2 separate regions of the Sus scrofa genome follow, and region 1 is linked to region 2. A link is a contact called in public Hi-C data. All regions are on one chromosome and are shown on one strand. The core of a region is the stretch at or near the end of the contact, and the rest is flanking DNA. Distances in the headings are between cores, read along the strand shown.

Evidence for each region. A called contact is a pair of places that touch in the nucleus more often than the background predicts.
Region 1: a contact with region 2 is called in a Hi-C map of adipocytes, with 2.5 times the contacts expected there. The contact joins the promoter of NEFH here to the promoter of AP1B1 in region 2. A contact is called at or near these places in 2 of 47 Hi-C or Micro-C datasets (adipocytes and epiblast stem cells).

What each region holds. Positions count from the first base shown.
Region 1 is chr14:46,557,785-46,561,393 of Sscrofa11.1, reverse strand. NEFH (neurofilament heavy polypeptide) reads right to left here and starts at 1,696. Exons shown (of 5, transcript XM_005670778.3): 1 at 606-1,696. The coding sequence starts at 1,473. It overlaps LOC106505960 (a long non-coding RNA gene), which reads left to right and starts at 1,643. Exons shown (of 3, transcript XR_001300905.2): 1 at 1,643-3,609.
Region 2 is chr14:46,518,432-46,522,076 of Sscrofa11.1, reverse strand. AP1B1 (AP-1 complex subunit beta-1) reads left to right here and starts at 1,902. Exons shown (of 22, transcript XM_013990391.2): 1 at 1,902-2,070.

The DNA.
Region 1 (3,609 bases), core at 447-2,946, 40 kb before region 2:
GAGACATTAAAGGGCTCACTGGCCACCTCAGCCTTAGGCACTGCTAACTAGTTTTAGTGATGGCCCCCTGCCCCCCGCCCCCAGGGACAAGAAAGAATGTAAGAATGACCCACCCCTCCCCGACTGTAGTGGGGAGGAGCTAATAGGTGTCAGAGAATAGGGTCCTTTGTAGGGTTCAGGAAAAGGGGATGGGCAGTGCCAGACAGGGAAGGCATGTTGCTTTGAAGGGCAAGGAGCGCCCAGCGCCTGTGACTAGAAGACGGCACCGGCACCGCTTTGGAGCTGTAGAAGGCAGCTGACAGAGTGGGGCTACCTAACCTTGGGAGAAGGAGCTGAGCAGACCCAGAGTTGAAGGACAGGTATAAGAACCCTGGAGGAGGCTGAAGGAGAACCCAGAGTTACAGGGAAGCTAGGGGGTGAGAGGTCCCACAAAAGACCCAGAGTTTAACAGTTAAATCTAAGGAGCATGCATTTTGCAGGGGGAAGCTGAACTGCGCCACCATTCAGTCCAGCCACCTCTATTCAGAGTCCACCACCGCCCTGCCCTTCGCTGTCCTACCAGCAGGGGCGACCCACCCTCCATGACCCCGCGCGCGCCTACGAACCTCGGAACCACTCCTCCGACTGCAGCGTGCTCTGCACCGCGTGGCCTTCAAGCTGCGCGCGGATCTCGCGCAAAGCCGACGTCACGTCGCACTTGAGGGCGTCCCGCGCCTCGGCCTGCGCCTGCGTCTGCGCGGCGCTGCTTCCCTGGATCTGACCGAGCAGCTCGCCCACCTCTTCCTGGTGGTGACGCCGCAGGTAGCCGCACTCTTCCTGCAGGGCTTGCGCCTTCTTCTGCAGCTCGACGCGCGCTGCCTCGGCCTCCTGCGCAAAGCGCGCAAGTGCGCGTGCTGCCGCCTCAGCCTCTTCTCGCTGCCGGGCCTCGTCATCTAGTCGTTGGCGCACGTGCGCGATGTCTTCCAGCAGGTGCTCTTGTTCTAGGCGCAACTGGCCGCGCGCCGCGCCCAAGCGCAGCACGGCGCCGCGCATCTCGCGCACCTCGCGCTCGTACAGCTCGCCCATGGCCGCGCGGCCCGCCTGCTGCTGCCGCAGCGCCGCCGCCTCGCCCTCTAGGCTGCGGTTATGTGCCTCAAGCTGCCGCACCTTGTCGATGTAGCCCGCGAAGCGGTCGTTCAGCGCCTGCAGCTGCTCCTTCTCGGTACGGGCCGCCACCATGCAGCCCTCGGGTCCGTTGCTCAGCGTATCTAGCGAATCGGTGCTGGAGGCGGCTCCCGCGCCGCGGAAGCGACTTGGAGAGGCCGACACGGAGCTCACGGACGTCCGTGCCCATGAGTGGAAGCCGCTGGAGGAGCCGGCTGCGGAGCGCACTCCTCCCGCGCCGCCCTTGCGAGCCAGCGCATAGTGCAGGCTGCCGCCTCCGTGCAGCGGCGCGAAGGCGCCCAGCAGCGCGTCCGCGCCGCTGAAGCTCATCTTGGCCGGAGCAGGTGCGGAGCGAACCCCGAGGCCAGGACGGGGAGGGAGGCACTGCGGCAGCACCGGGACTGCCAGCCCTTTTATAGCAGCCCGGCGGGGTCCAGCCCCTCAGCAGTTGAGGGGGGGCAGCGGGGGAGGAGGGCCCCGCCTTCTCCGCCTCCTCCCCCAGCGGCCCGGGCCGGCCGGCTCAGCCGCAGTGAGTAGGGCGGGGCAGGGGAACCAAGGAGTGGAGGGGAATCGACGCAGCGTCAGAGGAGCACCCCCCTATCCGAGGCCGAGTCTGACAGTAGGTTGGGGAACTCCCGGAGTGGACCTACTGGGACCCCCAGGGTGCAGGTTGGAAGACCCTGCTGCTAAGTTCGGAACAAGAAAAGGAGCCTGAAATGGGGGTAGGGCAAGAAGAACTGATGGGAATAGAGGCAGTGTGCCTTTGGGATGGAGCGATAGAAGACTAAGTAGTCAGTAGAATGAGGGGACCCCCGAAGGAGAGGACCCCAAGATTTTCCTAATAGACCCTCAGGAGAGGCGGTTCAGTGTCTTCAGCCGGCCCAGAACAGGGGAGGAAGAAAAATAATCCTGAATGAAGGCATAGTGGATGCTACAGAAAATATAGGTAGCAGACCCCTGAATGGAGGTACACTGTTTCCCTAGTAGGAAAGGGGCCACCAGGAGAGGGCTCAAGGAATTTGAAGTCAGCTATGGAATAGGGGAGGGGGACCTGGAGTTGAGGGCAGCAAGGCTCCCCTGAATTGGGGATGTGGGAGACACTGCAGAGGATGAAGGGAAGCCCAGATGGGGGGCTGGGCACAGTGGTCTTTGTAGGATAGGAGGTGAGAGACCCTGCAACCAGCCCTAACAAGGAGGGCCCTCAGTGAAGTGGGCAGAGGGTCCCCTGAAAAAGCAGAGAGGTTCAGAGAACCAAAAGTGGGGGTGCTGCAGGGAACTGGGCATAAAGCTGGGAGAGCTGGTGCCTGTGTGAGCAGGGGGAAGTGACAGATGTGTTAAGAGTAACTCAAGCCAGGGTCTGCATACTGAGGTCAGCTCAGCAGTTGCTGGCCAAATGACCTTGGACAAGTTGTGCACCCCCCTCCACACACACTCGGGTTTCCTATCTGTATACAGACAGGACTTGCCCTGTCCTGGGTCAGGCTGCAGCTCAAGACTTCCTTCCCCCCACCCAGCCCCAGCAGCTCTGCTTTGGGGGGGTGTCTCTGGACGAATTGGGAGAGGAGAACCCTCCTGCTGCCTGTGGATATAGCAGCCACGTTCCTACAACTAGGAAGTCCATGTTTCTTCCTCCCTGCTCCTCATCTCCTTAGCTTCAACTTGTCATCTCTCCCACACACCCACAGTAGACAAGTGGATACCATGATAGGTCTCCCTTCTTACCCCCAGGGAAGTTATGAGATGCTTTTGGGATACCAGAGTCTCTCACCCCCATAAGCCCTAATTCAGGTGGCAAAGAGGGCCCTGGTGTTTAGGGGGCCCTGCAACTGCTGGTAGCATTTGGCTTTTTCTTGGGTTTGGCTCGTGTCAAGTGCCTCAGGAGTGTGGGAGGCACTGTGGGCTGGTGCTTCAGCACCATGGACAGGACCTGTTCTTTGTTGGGGAGAAAAGGGGTTAACTTTTGCCTTTACCTTGAAGAATGGGTAAGGGAAGAATGGCACCTCCCCCTTGCATGACCCTATGCTAAGTGAAGGATGGAGAACTGAGAGAGGTGAGTGAATGATCTAGTGGGGTCAATCAGGAGCCAGAGACCCAGCCCCTTGACCTTCTGCTAGGGGTCAAGTCCTCTGTTTTCTGTGAAGTTCTCCCACATACACAGGTGGGCTCCCTCCATTGGGAGTTCAGGGGTCACCCATAGGTGCCTGATTCCAGAAAGGAGACTTGAGATCCCTGGAGAGTCAGTGTAGAATCCCCTCCCAGACCCAAACCTCTTTCAGGCAGTTATCTCAACCCCACTACATTTCCAGCTTACATGGTTTTCTTTCTGTAGGATCCCCATGAGGAGGACAGACAGATCCCCCAGAAAAGACCTCTGCCAATTCTTTTTTCTTTGCCCTTCATCTCCTGCCTGCACCCCTAGTTCTAAGCAGACCCTCAGACATGGGGAAGTGCTGCTGCTGTCCCTTT
Region 2 (3,645 bases), core at 653-3,152:
AATGGACTAAGTTCTGTAAATTTAGTTAAGAGAGTTGTTTCAATGCCAGTTCCCTGGTTTTGACATTATACTACAAATATATAAAATGTCACCATGGAGGGAAGCTGAGTGAGGGTACATGATACCCTTGATGTACTATTTTTGCAATTTCCTATAAGTCTGTAATTGTTTTATTTATTTATTGTCTTTTTGCCTTTTCTAGAGCCGCTTCCCACAGCATATGGAGGTTCCCAGGCTAGGGTTCTAGTCGGAGCTGTAGACACCGGCCTACGCCACTGTCACAGCAACTCGGGATCTGAGCCGTGTCTGCGACACACACCACAGCTCATGGCAACTCCAGATCCTTAACCCACTGAGCAAGGCCAGGGATTGAACCCACAACCTCATGATTCCTAGTCGGATTGGTTAACCACTGCGCAACGATGGGAACTCCACTATAATTATTCTAAAATTAAACATTTTATAAAAAGGATTTCAGGTTAATTAAACATGCAAAACTATATTAAAATTAAAACAGTAATATCTGGATTAGATGGGACATAAAGACTTGGCTGTGCAAACTTATTTATTAATACGTTTTGTAATATGAAACAATTGGTGACAACCCAAGTGAACAACTGTAGAGGTTTGTTTTTGAAAACAGTGATGCCGTCCATACAATAGAATCGCAGGTGTTGGAAAGCACCAAACAAAAATGTATTTCTTGGAGTTCCTGTCATGGAGCAGTGGAAACGAATCCGCCTAGGAGCAGTGATGTTGCGGGTTCGATCCCTGGCCTCACTCAGTGGGTTAAGGATCCTGCGTTGCTGCGGCTGTGGTGTAGGCCAGCAGCTGTAGCTTGGATTCTACCCTTAACCTGGGAACCTCCATATACTGAGGGTGCAGCCCTAAAAGTTAAAAAAAAAAAAAAAAAACTCTAAATATATTTCTTGCTTTAGAAGACTTTTACCAATATCTTGGTGAGGTAAAAATACCAAATGATGTGTTGAGTCTGGAAGGATATTCACCAAAATATTAAGAATGAGTGTACAGCAGAAATTGGCACAATATTGTAAATCAACTATACTTTAATTTTAAGAAATGATTGTCTCCGGAAATGGGATTGCAGATGATTTCTCTCCTTTTGCTTACTAGTATATTTCCGTTTCTCTACAATGCAAATATTTGTCCAGTAAACATTTTTAAAGAGTAATGATTAATTAATATTTTAATGAGGATAATCAGATGGAATTCCCATTGTGGCTCAGCAGGTTAAGAACCCAACTAGTATTCATGAGGATTCTGGTTCTATCCGTGGCCTAGCTCAGTAGGTTAAGGATCTGGCATTGCCAGAAGCTGCGGCATTGGTTGCAGATGCCACTCGGATCTGGTGTTGCTATGGCTGCAGCACAGGCCACAGCTGCAGCTCCGATTAGACCCCTAGTCCAGGAATTTCCATATGCCCTAAGTGCAGCGGTAAAAAAAAAAAAAAAAAAAAAAGAAAGAAAGAAATTATCCAGGAGGAGAAAGTTTAATAATACCAGAGTTGGGAGTGAGATTGCTATAGCAACTGAAGTCCTGATTAACCCAGCCAAAAGGAGGATGGGACATCATTAAGCTCTCCTTGGAAGGTCTAAGGTTTTCTCTTACAACGCGGAATTCCTTCATAAAGTAAGCGATCTTGAGCAAAACTTGCCCCTCTCAGAGTCTAGTTTACCCGTCTGTAACGACCTTTTCCATCTTCATCATGTTAAACTACGTAACGGCTTATCTGTCTAATCTTTCTCTGGCTCTACAGTGGCTGAGAACGACATGTCGGAGGAGGGTTAATTCCCGCCGGCCCCGCCCTCCTGGCCACGCCCTCACGGGCCCCACCCCCGCCCGGGTTGAACCCTTGACCCCGCCCCCAGGCCCTGCGTCCACCGGAAGTGCCCGAGCGCGGGCAGCTCACTTCCGCCCGGCAGGTGACAGCCGCGGGGCTCGGAGCGGCTGGCGGCACGGACGCACCGGGAGAGTGGGACGACAAGGCCGCGGACGTTTTACTGCAGAGTGGAGCCGCGCCGTGGCGCCGGGAGCCGTTTGGACCTGCGGGTGAGGAGGCGGGGAGCCCGGCGAGGCCGGAGAAGAGATGGGGCAGGGAGTCGGGGGGTCTGAGGTGAGGGGTTTGTGGGGTCAGAGGTCACGGAGAGGACGAGGCGCTAGAGGAGCTAGAGTGGCTTCCCAGGCCGCGTTGAGGCAGAAGGGCTGCGGGTTCATTCATTCTCGGCCGCTTGGCCTCCCGCCTCCACCCCAGGTCCGCAGTCCCTCTGGGGGCGCCCTCCTGGAGAGACTCCTAGACTTAGGCCCCAGGGAGCCTGCGCTTGGCCAAACAGGAAACTTCTCTTCGGGTCCTGGTTCCCTCTGCATTCTTACCCCCATGGCCAGCCTGAGTCTTCCTCCTCGTTCAGGGCCTTATCTCTTTGCCAAGGTTTGAAAAGAAAAAAAAATAAAAATAAATTAAGGAGCAGCCCGCGCTGCCTGCTCTGGGGTAGGGTTGGGTTTGGTCTGTACTTAGGCGCCTCACCAACAAGTTAACTGGGGACACCTGTAATAAATGCCAAAACTACTGATAAAATGCTAGCTGCTGATTAATTGAGCTCTTACTGTGTACCAGGCATTATGTTAAGTACTCGTAATGCAGCATTTAAATTTCCCAGCAACCTTTGTGAGGTAGCTGCTGTTGTTATCTCCATTTCACCTCCGAGTAAAATGCACAGAGAGGTTAAGTCACACCTGTAAGGTCAATCGGGTGGTGTAGGCAAGAGTCAGAATTTCTACCCAGGTTCTCAGGAACGTGCAAAGTGCAGAGACCAAAGAGAGGCTGGAGCAAGATTGGAGTGTAGGAGCTATTTAATATCTTTAGCTGCCATTATATTTACTTGCATCTATATAAAGATGTAGCCTTATTGCTTCTTGTCTAACCTTCATAAGGAGCATTTGATTCACTTTATTTAGGATGAAACAGTTTTGCAGGTCGTTGCTTTTCAGGGCAAGAGTTTTTCCTGACTATTGGGTACTGTGAGACATCAGATAGGCTATGGATGAAACTAATTTAATAATATCCAGAACCTCCCTTGAGAGTGGTTGAGCTGCATTCTTTTTGGAGTAAAGAGGAACTACATGACCCCTTAGAGGAATCTTTTGGCCCTGGGTTCTTGAAGAATATTCCCAAGGGAAAGGTCTGTGTCTCTCTAAGAAAAATGCAGGTCCCCTGACTTCTTGGCTAGAAAGTGCACATCTTGCCTGAAAGATGGTGAGATGGTTTCATCACCAGAGCACTAGGCTCTGTGATTCTGAACCATATTCCTTTGCAGACATTCTCTTGCTCCACTTCTGCCTCATTTTCCTTGGTAGCAGCACAGACCTGCTGATATCCTACCTGCTCCTGGGTATTACAAGCCTTAATGAACTCATAAGGGTTTCCACATGTTTCTGAAGAAAGTTGTGATACAGACATTACTGTAGTACCTGTTTTTAAACTCTTCGATCTGTTCTTCTAGTTCATTGAATTCACAGAAACTTAACATTCCCTATCCCCATCATTCCAAGGGAGAATATGAGATGAAGTGACTTGTCACAGATGGTAAGAATATAAGCAGAGCTCAAAGCATCTGGCTTCCTGTCCTG